2 separate regions of the Podarcis muralis genome follow, and region 1 is linked to region 2. A link is a contact called in public Hi-C data. All regions are on one chromosome and are shown on one strand. Each heading gives the region's core, a stretch centred on a gene start, on an enhancer-like site or on the middle of the called end of the contact. The rest is flanking DNA. Distances are from core to core; before and after follow the strand shown.

The links. Hi-C and Micro-C count contacts between places; a contact is called where the count stands out from the background.
Region 1: a Hi-C map of blood shows a contact between it and region 2, with 5 times the contacts expected there. The contact joins the promoter of TRIM72 here to the promoter of LOC144325254 in region 2. A contact is called at or near these places in 2 of 3 Hi-C or Micro-C datasets (blood and tail).

Annotation. Positions count from the first base shown.
Region 1 is chr13:15,857,481-15,862,401 of rPodMur119.hap1.1, reverse strand. It overlaps TRIM72 (tripartite motif containing 72), which reads right to left and starts at 2,730. Exons shown (of 7, transcript XM_028703546.2): 1 at 2,516-2,730.
Region 2 is chr13:15,571,400-15,576,385 of rPodMur119.hap1.1, reverse strand. It overlaps LOC144325254, which reads left to right and starts at 2,628. Exons shown (of 2, transcript XM_077917960.1): 1 at 2,628-3,378; 2 at 3,930-4,854. The coding sequence starts at 3,102. The coding sequence ends at 4,243. LOC114583250 reads left to right here. Exons shown (of 14, transcript XM_077918115.1): 10 at 68-103; 11 at 216-491; 12 at 1,033-1,630.

The DNA.
Region 1 (4,921 bases), core at 1,481-3,980, 290 kb before region 2:
GAGACTTCAGAGAAGTGTGACTAGCCCAAGGTCACCCAGCAGCTGCATGTGGAGGAGCGGAGACGCGAACCCGGTTCCCCAGATTACGAGTCTATCACTCTTGACCACTACACCACACTGGCTCTCCAGAGGAGATTCTGGTGAGAGTTAGTGACAGGCCAGAGAGACTGAGGAGATTATAGTGGCGAGGAAATCATAAAGGATCGTCCAGAGAAGACAGCAGTGCATCTTCCTCAACCAGAGTATGAGACCTCTACTTCCCAGAGTTCCCTGGGAAGAGGGATTTGATTGTTAAACTGCTCTGAGAGTTGTAGCTCTGTGAGGGGAATAGGGACCTCCTAACAACTCTCAGCACCCTTAACAAACCACAGCTCCCAGGATCCTTTGGAGGAACTCCTTAAAGTGGTATCATGATGCTTTAAATGCATGGTGTGGATGTGACCTTAGTCAATGTTTCTCAAGCTTGGGTCCTCAGCTGCTGTTGGACTACAACTCCCATCATTCCCAACATGCTAGCGAGGGATGATGGGAGTTGTAGTCCAACAGCAGCTTGGGACCCAACTTTGAGAAGCAGTGTGTGAATTTGTGGGAGAAACCCATTTCAACCCAGGCTCTCCCTGATTCACAGCTCAGTCTCTTAGTAACTGTCCTGCATGATAAAGGCACCCAAAGCTGGTGCCTTTCTCAAAGTGGGAATCCCAGGCTTGTTGCTCAATTGCAGAAGACTAGTGTAGTTCTTCTGAGCAAGCACCCCGTGATTTCCTTGCTTTCGCCACCTCTTCCTCCCAGGCCCCATCCTACTCAGGGCTGACTCAGGCTGAACTATTGCAAGCCGGAGAGGAATGTGATGCCTGCAAAGCAGCTGCTGGATAATCTACAGGCCAAGCTGACAAATGCCCTATAAATAGTTCAGAAGGGGAAACTGGCATGGTAACTGGAGCCCTGCTCTGCCTTGTGGTATATTCTTGCATTTCCCGATAAACTGCTTAGCGTTCGTCCTGCTGGTTGTTGTATTGCTCTGGACTGCATGGCACTGTAAATTTGGATCTAGACAATGTAGTTTACATCTGCAGTCTTCAATTTTATCGCCTCTGTGACCGGTTTTTATTTTTATCCTGCCTTTCGTCTAAGGAGCATGGGCAGCATACACTGTTCTCTCTCTCTCTCTTTGCCCCTTCTCAGGTTCATCAGAACAAGCTGCGTTGTGGGTTAGGCTGAGAGTTTGACGTTGATTAAGCCAAAGTCACCCAGTGATGACCTTGGGCATTAAGCAGGGATATGAACTGAAGGCTTCCTGGATCTCTGCTCGATTCTCCACACTGCCTCTCAATGATGGATGCAGGAGAAATGCAGTTGGGTTGGCATTTTAACGTGTGGCTGCCAACCCACATTTCCTGAAACAATGCATGAACACAGCTAACCACTGAATGCTGCACTTCTCCAACTTTTCCAACCCAGGTCTCCAACCATTGCATTGCATTGCAGGTGCATAGGTAAAGGTGTATTATTGGGGAAAGGTGTACATAAACATGCATATATTAGGTAAAATAACACCTATAAATGCATTATATGAGGGGGAAATGCATTTTAGTAAAAACATCCTGATGAACTTTCATGATAAGCTAATTCTAGATGGCAATAGAGAAAATACGTGTTTCATTTTTCAAAGGAATTTAGGCAAAGTTGGATTAACCTATGCCTTGAAAAGCAGAGAGGTTTGAAAGGGGAAGTGGAGAAGAGTGACATTCTTCCTCCTGCAGCTCTGTGTACTTTTTGGGGGAGGAAAAAGGAACTGCCCTCACCACCTCATGACAAAGGGGCCAGTGAGTGGGTTATGTGACCAGAGGCTTTGTGGGCACCAGGGGAAGAATTCAATGGCACCACTGTGCCCATGAGCACCATGTTGGCAACCCCTGCTCCATCAGATCCCTGAAAGTGGCACCTTTGGGGTGTTGTGTTAGCCTTTCAAGGGCGCAAGAAGCCCTCTGAAAGCCTTACCAAGATTTCCCAAGGATCAAGCATCAGATCCACCTTTAAGGTTCCAGCTTCAGAGTCCTTTCAAAAATTATAGTGTAACTCTCCATATTGTGCCTTTCTGCCTAGGACCACCTGGCTCATCTAATCTCCTTTTACAGAACAACCTGCAGCATCCACCTCACCTTTAATTTATGCTTGCAGTGGAGGCCCAGCAATAAATTCAAAAATGGGCGCAAATGCCAGATAGGTGCTTGCTGGCTGCAAAGAACAGGGGCTGCGCTGCCCAAGGCTTTCGTCTTATCTGCTGCACTCAACTGGGCAGCATTTGGACTTTTCTCCCCTCGGTCACTCCCTCCCACATTTGAAGAACCTGCAATACCCACCAGGTATTTTTTTTAATTAAAAATTATCTGTTTAACCAACCCTTAAATAAAACGCCAGCCCGATCCTCTAGCTTTTTGGGATGTATCTGGAACATGGTTAAAGGCATGAAGTAAGAATCGGAAGAGAAAGAAAGAAAAAGAAAGAAAGATCTTACTAGGACAGACAAGCGTTGAAGAGAGGCAGCAGCGTCCAGAGAGGGAACAGACAGAGATCAGAAAGGCAGCAAGGAGACACCAACCATCCCCGGACGGGCACAGAAGCCAAGTGAATGACCCTTGGTCCCGCCCTGATTCTAACTATATATAGCTCTATAGGGCACCGTACTTCTGGGAAGGCTGGGGTGCGGGGGGTGCCCTGGAGGAAAAGGCGGCTGGTGCGTGGGAGGATTCCTCCCCCTCACCAAAGATGCCACACAAATGACTTGGCCCAAGAATATTCAGTTCTTGATGCAGCCTTCTCTGCAGATTCAAGGGCGCCTCCTAGAGGCAAAGGCCCGACATTGTTGCATAAAATACATAACTCCCTGCTTGTTCCCATGCGGGGAGGGCAAGGGACAGCCCCTCAGTTGCATTCTTGAGTGCATGGAGCAGCTGAGGGCTGGGGAAAGTGGAAGCTCTAGAGTTTCCTAGCAAAGGATATTGCAGACTGACAGGCAACTTGACCATTACATTTGGCATTTGGGGATTTTCAAGAACAGGCAGAGGGAACTGAGCTGGGTGGAATAAGACATGGGTGGGGGATGAAGCGCGATCTTCTGGGTGAGTCATGGACTGGGTGGTATTTGGGGTGAACTTTGGGCACAGGAGGTGATTAGATGGTGAACCTGCACCACAACTGTGTATCAGGATGGGGGTTTTTTTTCTGGCCATGTGGGCAGTGCCGGATTTACCATATTTTTCGCCCTATAGGACGCACTTTCCCCCCTCCAAAAATGAAGGGGAAATGTGTGTGCGTCCTATGAGGCGAATGCAGTCTTTCGCTGAAGCCTGGAGAGCGAGAAGCGTCGGTGCGCACCGACCCCTCTCCCTCTCCAGGCTTCAGGAAGCTATCTGCAAGCCTTGGGAGCCCGCGGGAGTGCCCGCGGCATCTGGCATCTCTGTTTTCTAGAAGCACTGCCTGCAATCTGAAGTGGTTCAGCACTGACACAATTTTACATGATCCCCTCCTCCTCCAGGGACCTTACAAGGACCCTGCGAGAAAAGTTAGGAAGACTGGTGTGTTCGTAGTTGCAGTCCAAGCTTCAGGTCTAGTGAGGAATCTTTGAAGGAATGGGGGCCGTGACCCTGAGCCTTAAATCCGAAAGCCTGTCTCCCTCTCAACTGGGCAAGTGCAGAGTGATTAACTCCCCAGCTCCTTTTGGTACCATAGGTCAGGGGTCAGCAAGGTTTATTTTGCCTGGGCTGGATCAGTCCCGCAGAGATCCCTCTGTGGGCTGGATCGCCCAATTTCCGGTGCCGCGGAAGCGAGTCCCCTTGCTGCGCTGGTTTAGTGCAATGCGTGAGCAGGCAACTCAGTTCGGGGGTGGCTCGTGGGGTGGTCAAATGACCTCTGCAGGCCACTTCCAGCCCTTGGGCCTTAGGTTGCTGACCCCTGCCATAGGCTATGCAGCCTCCCATGCTGTCATCCAACCGCAAACTTTGTCAAGCTGTTCCCTTGAAGCAGCCCTACAGAGGCACCTAGTGGCTGACTTGTGGCGCCTCCACACTTCCTGGCTGGGTTTGTTTCTAGGTGGCCTGTTCTGGATGAATGTGTAATGATTTGTTTGCTGGGAGACTGGACAGTGCCTGGCTATTGAATGAGCATTGAATAGGCTAAGCAAATCAGTCTCTTAAGCTTAAGCCAAGAAAGAATTGAGTATCAATATACATATCAAGACTTTGAGATTAGGCCGCTGAAGAAGCCCGGAAAACTACCTTGGGAGTGTGCTACCTGCAAGCCCCAGTAAAAGGGCCCCATCGGGGGCGAACAGCGGCCTCTTGATTATTTGGACTGCCAGGGTGAAACAGGTGCAAAACGCTGGCACCCTGTCGTCTACAACTTTATTGTCTACAACTCCACTAGCATCTCTCGGTATTGTGAATAACACTGAACTTACCTTTGGTTGGTATCTTCATGACCTTATCTAAGAGCCAGTGTGGTGTAGTGGTTAAGAATGGTGGACTTGTAATCTGGTGAACCGGGCTCGCTTCCCCGCTCCTCCACATGCAGCTGCTGGGTGACCTTGGTCTAGTCACACTTCTCTGAAGTCTCTCAGCCCCACTCACCCCACAGAGTGTTTGTTGTGGGGGAGGAAGGGAAAGGAGAATGTTAGCCGCTTTGAGACTCCTTTGGGTAGTGATAAAGTGGGATATCAAATCCAAACTCTTCTTCTTCGTCTAAAAGACTTAGTTAAGCATTTGAAAAATCTATTGAAACCAGACATTATAAGTTCATCTTAGGTTGGGTAGTTCGCAAGTCTCTGTGGCTTTGTTTAATGTTTTGTATTTTTCTCAGAAGGTTGATAAAGTATGTATAATTATTGTTCTGTGTTGCATGAGGGTTGCATGAGTCGCACTACTAC
Region 2 (4,986 bases), core at 1,379-3,878:
ATGAAGGATTGATAAGGACATCCCAATCATAGTTTGTCTAACTTCCCTCTTTTCTGTCCCCTTTCAGAAGACTTGACGCCTTCTGTTTTCCACTCAGTACAAGGTCAGTAGGAATCTATAATATGGTCTCATGTAACCAGAGGTCAGTCTCTTGCAGCATCTTCTAAACCTCCCCCACCCCTTTAAATGTGAATTGTTCTTCTTTTGTCTGACAGATGCTCCGCCATCCAGCTCCTCTGACTGCCATTTCATTGAACAGTATCGGGAACAGCTGATCCAGCGGACCACCAACGTTGCAGCAGTCCTGGATATGCTGCACGGCCAAATCCTGGATGAAGAACAGTACCAAAAAATCTCTTCAAGGGAAACTAACCAAGAAAAAATGAGGGAACTTTACACGCTGGTGCCTGGCTGGAACCACTATTGCAAGGATCAGCTCTACAAGGCATTGAAGGCCAAAAACAGGTTCCTTATTGCGGACCTTGAATGGAGCTGAGGCTGCAGAAATGGAGAGATCTATCCCAGGGGATCCAGTTGCATGCATTGAATGATCTCATGCCTTCCCTTTGTACTGAATTAAGGAAATCAGCCCTGAGTGCTCACTGGAAAGACAGTTCCTGAAGCTGAGGCTCCAATACCTTGGCCACCTCACGAGAAGAGAAGACTCCCTGGAAAAGACCCTTATGTTGGGAAAGATTGAGGGCACAAGGAGAAGGGGACAACAGAGGACGAGGTGGTTGGACAGTGTTCTCGAAGCTACCAGCATGAGTTTGACCAGGCTGCGGGAGGCAGTGGAAGACAGGAGTGCCTGGCGTGCTCTGGTCCAGGGGGTCACAAAGAGTCGGTCACGACTAAACGACTAAACAACAACTACATCCATTAAGCTGTTCAAAGCAGAATTTCCTACTGCCTGAGCCTCCATCCTCTTCCTATCTTACTCTTGGTCCACACACACCCGCAGCTAGGGCTCTGCTTTGAATCTGTTCTTCTGTGCAAAGACCGTGGGAAGGACAATTTGAATACTGCCTCCAGAGCCTGCCCGCTCTATGAAGAATTCAGCGATATCCTTCCCACCCGACCCTTCCCTCAAGGCCCTCAACCGGGCTGTCCTAAACGCCATCGGGCGCCTTCGGCGGGCTCTGGAGTCCCAGTTCCCCGGCAGAGGAACTTCGGCAGAGGCCGGGAAGGAGAGCCCCGAGGAGCCCTTCCGCGCGCCGAAGGCACAGGCGGGAGAGGAGAAGGAAATTCTCGAGAGGAAGGAGCCCCAGTCGCAACAAGGCTGGCGCGCCCGACGCGAGGAGCCTCCACCAAGCCCCGCCTCCTCCCTTCCGGAGGACAGAAAGCGAAAGCGGAAGCTGTTAGAGCAGAGGAGCTTCCTCAGACGGGAGGAAAGCGAAAGCAAGATGAGAATTGGAGCCCGGAGCTCCGCACCCGCCCCCTTCCGCCCGCGCGGCCAATCGGAGCCGACGCGAACGGCCAGGGAAGCCTTGGAATCAGAGCGTGTTCCTTTCGCGCCACCTGCCGGGCTCCGCCGCGCTGTCGGGGAAGGACGAGACCCGAGGGCCTCCTTCTCCCCTGCTGCTTGGAGCATCTGGGGAAGTTCAAAGGCGGATTCCATGCGCTCGTCTGGGTTCCCAGAATGGGCGCAGCCAAGGGGGGGCAGGTGTCCCCCCAGTCAACCCAGCCAGATGGGCGGGGTATAAATAATAAATAAATAAATGTGTTTGTGTATATGTGCATAAAGCTTTCATCTGTTGAATGTCTGCCTGTCATGCGTCAAAAGCCTCTAACGTGGGAGAAAAAGAGATTAAGCGGCGGGCCCGAGGTTCGCTCTGTCAGTCTATCAGAAAACTCGAGCGGAATATATGAAAGTCTCGCGCCTTAGGTTTATAAAAAAGGGACGAGAGGTTGCCTGCGTGTGATGTTTCTGTGATGTTTACGAAAACAGCCCCGCGCCTGGCTGTTCGCATGGCTTTCCTCTTTATTTCTTACAAACCTGCTCCGTCCCCCCAAGTCCCCCCACCCCTATCTCTCCAGAATTTCGCTCCTGCAAGAGCCGTGTGCTGCAAACCCGCCAAGTGTCCCTATTTTCAAAGGACAGTCCCGGATTTACAGGTTACAGATTTGATCCTGGAATGTCCCGCTTTTCTATTTTCCTCGGAGAAATATTGGCGGGTGGTATCGAGTTTTGCTACACCCAAGCCAAGGATATATAAGTAACTAGGGAACCTTTAGAAGAAACCTAAAGGCAGCCCTCCATAGGGAAGTCTTTCTTAAAGTTTAAAGTTTTATTATGTTTTTATATATGTTGGAAGCCACTCAGAGTGGCTGGGGCAACCTGGTCTGATGGCCGAGGTATAAATAATAACGTTGTTGTTATTGTTGTTGTTCCCCTATTTTCATCAGAGAAATGTTGGAGGGTTTGCCTGCACAACTTGGCACCAGGAAGAAGCAGGAGCAGCAAGGTCAGGTGGTCTCTGGTGCGGAAAATTTCTTGCACCCCCCCCCCATTGATTTTTTTATTTGTTATTATTATTTGTGCCTGCAAAAATGGTTTGACTTTATTTCATATTTTCTTACAAAGGAATGTGGATTCTGGGGCTCTGATAACAAGCAGGCGACTGTGGACAGATACTTAAATCTACAGGATGGATTTTGTTTTGGCTTGTGTTATTTTATTTATAGCAGGCACGTCCAACTCTCAAGAGACAGTGGCAACTGGCAGTGACAAAAGTTGCTGAACTCTTTTTTTCGGGGGGGGGGGAGATCGCGGGGCCTCCGAGGAGGCTACCTGCTGCCCTACAGGTACACCTGCCTTGCTCCGCCCCTGCCAGAGCGCCTTTTGTAAGCAAATGTTTATAATGGGAGAAACCGTCTCTGCCCAGCTTGCTAAGAAAACAGACAGAGGGAAGCGCGAGAGCCTCGGGGGAGCGTTTCCGGCACCTTTTGGAGCTTTCACTCAGGCCACGCCTCTCTCCTCCCGCTGCACCAATCCGAGTCCTACATGCCTATCCTCTACCCACCCCAGGCACGATGCCTGCTTTCAATTTTGCAGCTTCCGCGAAGCAAGTTTCGTTTCTTGCTGGCACTGAAGGAGCGCCATGGCGAGGAGCGCGGAGGACCGCCTGCTGGTCTGCCTGGAGAACTTGAACGAGGACGAGCTGAGGAGGTTCAAGGCCAAGCTGAACAGGTTCCCCATCTCCAAGGGCTACGACAACATCCCACGAGGGCGGCTGCAGAAGGTGGATGCGCTGGACCTCAAAGATCTGCTCATCAGCTTCTACGCCGAGGAGTACGCCGTGAAGCTGACCGCCAAGGTGCTGAAAGCCATCAACTGCAAGGACCGCGCCGAGGAGCTCCTGGCCGCCACTGGGAAAAGTAAGGAGCGGCTGGGGAGGGAGCGCAGCGGCCAGGCTGATCTTGCGCCCCTGGCAGAAGCGTTCAGATTGCGCCCCCTGGCCACGGAGAAATTAGCTCTCTCCTCCAACCCTCCCCCTTCCACCCATTCAATTCCTCACGCATTTCACCTTGCAAGGAATTCTTTCGCAGACAATCCAATATTTAATTTATTATTCCTTAGTACAAGGTTTCCGGGGGCTGCGAAGGACCCTCCAGCGCAGCCAGCAGGTAAAGCCCCTTCTTGCCTGGGGTCCACCCCTTTTCGACTCCCCTGAGCCCAGGAGAGCTCCCCTCCGCATACCCAACCCCCCGGGTGTTTCCTTTCCTGATTTAGCAGAGGAAGATTTTCCTCGGCCTTTGAAAGGGAGTTGCCGGCAGCTTCCCGGCCCCGCTTGATTCCTCTGAGTGGCCAATGCCCCCCCGGTTCGGGGCAGCCGTCGGCAGATCTTCCTCCGCTCCCCTGAGGGCCCTGGGTCAGTCGGTTCCGCGGGACAGCCGCTCCAGCTCCCTTCTTGTCCTTCCTCCTCCAGGGCTCAGGATGCCTTGCAAGGGCCAGGGGAAGAAGGTGCCGTCGGCGCAGGCAGCCGGGACAGGACGCGCACCCCAGAGAGGACGCACAGCCCAGAGAGAACGCGCAGCCCCCCGAGGATCGGGCGCTGCCCAGAGAGGAGGCGCAGCCCCCCGAGGATCGGGCGCAGCCCAGAAAGGACGCGCAGCCCCCCGAGGATCGGGCGCAGCCCAAAGTGGAGGCGCAGCCCCCGGAGGATCGCTCGCAGCCCAGAGTGGAGGCGTAGCCCCCGGAGGACCGCTCACAGCCCAGAGTGCTTTCTGGGTAGCCATTTAGCTTTGGCCCTGGCAGCGGTGGATACTAAGGATCGTGAGGGGGGGGGGTCTGGAGGGGAGCGAAACTTTTGCCTCGTCCCGAGTTCGGCGAGTTGCCGCGAAATGAGATACTCCGGTGGTTTAAAGCGGCAGTAGAGTAAAGGTGGTTGAGGTTCATTAGCGCTTTTGCTTCATTTTGGGGAAGGGGGACGACTTACTTAGCAAAACTGGGGAGTGGGCTCTTCCACTGAAAGCCTCGTCTTGCCGCATAACTGCCCTTTTCGCTTCTCTCTCTATCTCATTTTGTAACTGAACCAGGAAAACCACAACACAATGGCAGGAAATTGCCTACGTCACACAGTTTCCTATGTAATTTTATTAACCTGTCACCAAGCAATTACTGGCTAAACTGGCCTACTGCGCAATTGTTGTCATCATTGTTTTATTATTATTGCAATAACAACATAAGGGCTCAGGGTCCCTTCCAACTCTACAGTTCTAGGATTCTAGGATTTTTTTTATTTTTTAAAAAATTCATCTTTATTGGTTTGTCATAAATTCTCAAAAATCTTTCTCATACATGTCAACATCCACAATAAGCAAATAAAATCTCAAAACATTCAACATTCAAAATGTGTACTTAAATAAAAAAAGGGAGGGGATCCTCTACATGCGGCTGTAGGGGCTACGGAGGGATCCCACCACCGTCCGAACTATGTATAGCGCATGTGCGGCGTCGCTATATACAGTGCATGCTGCACATGC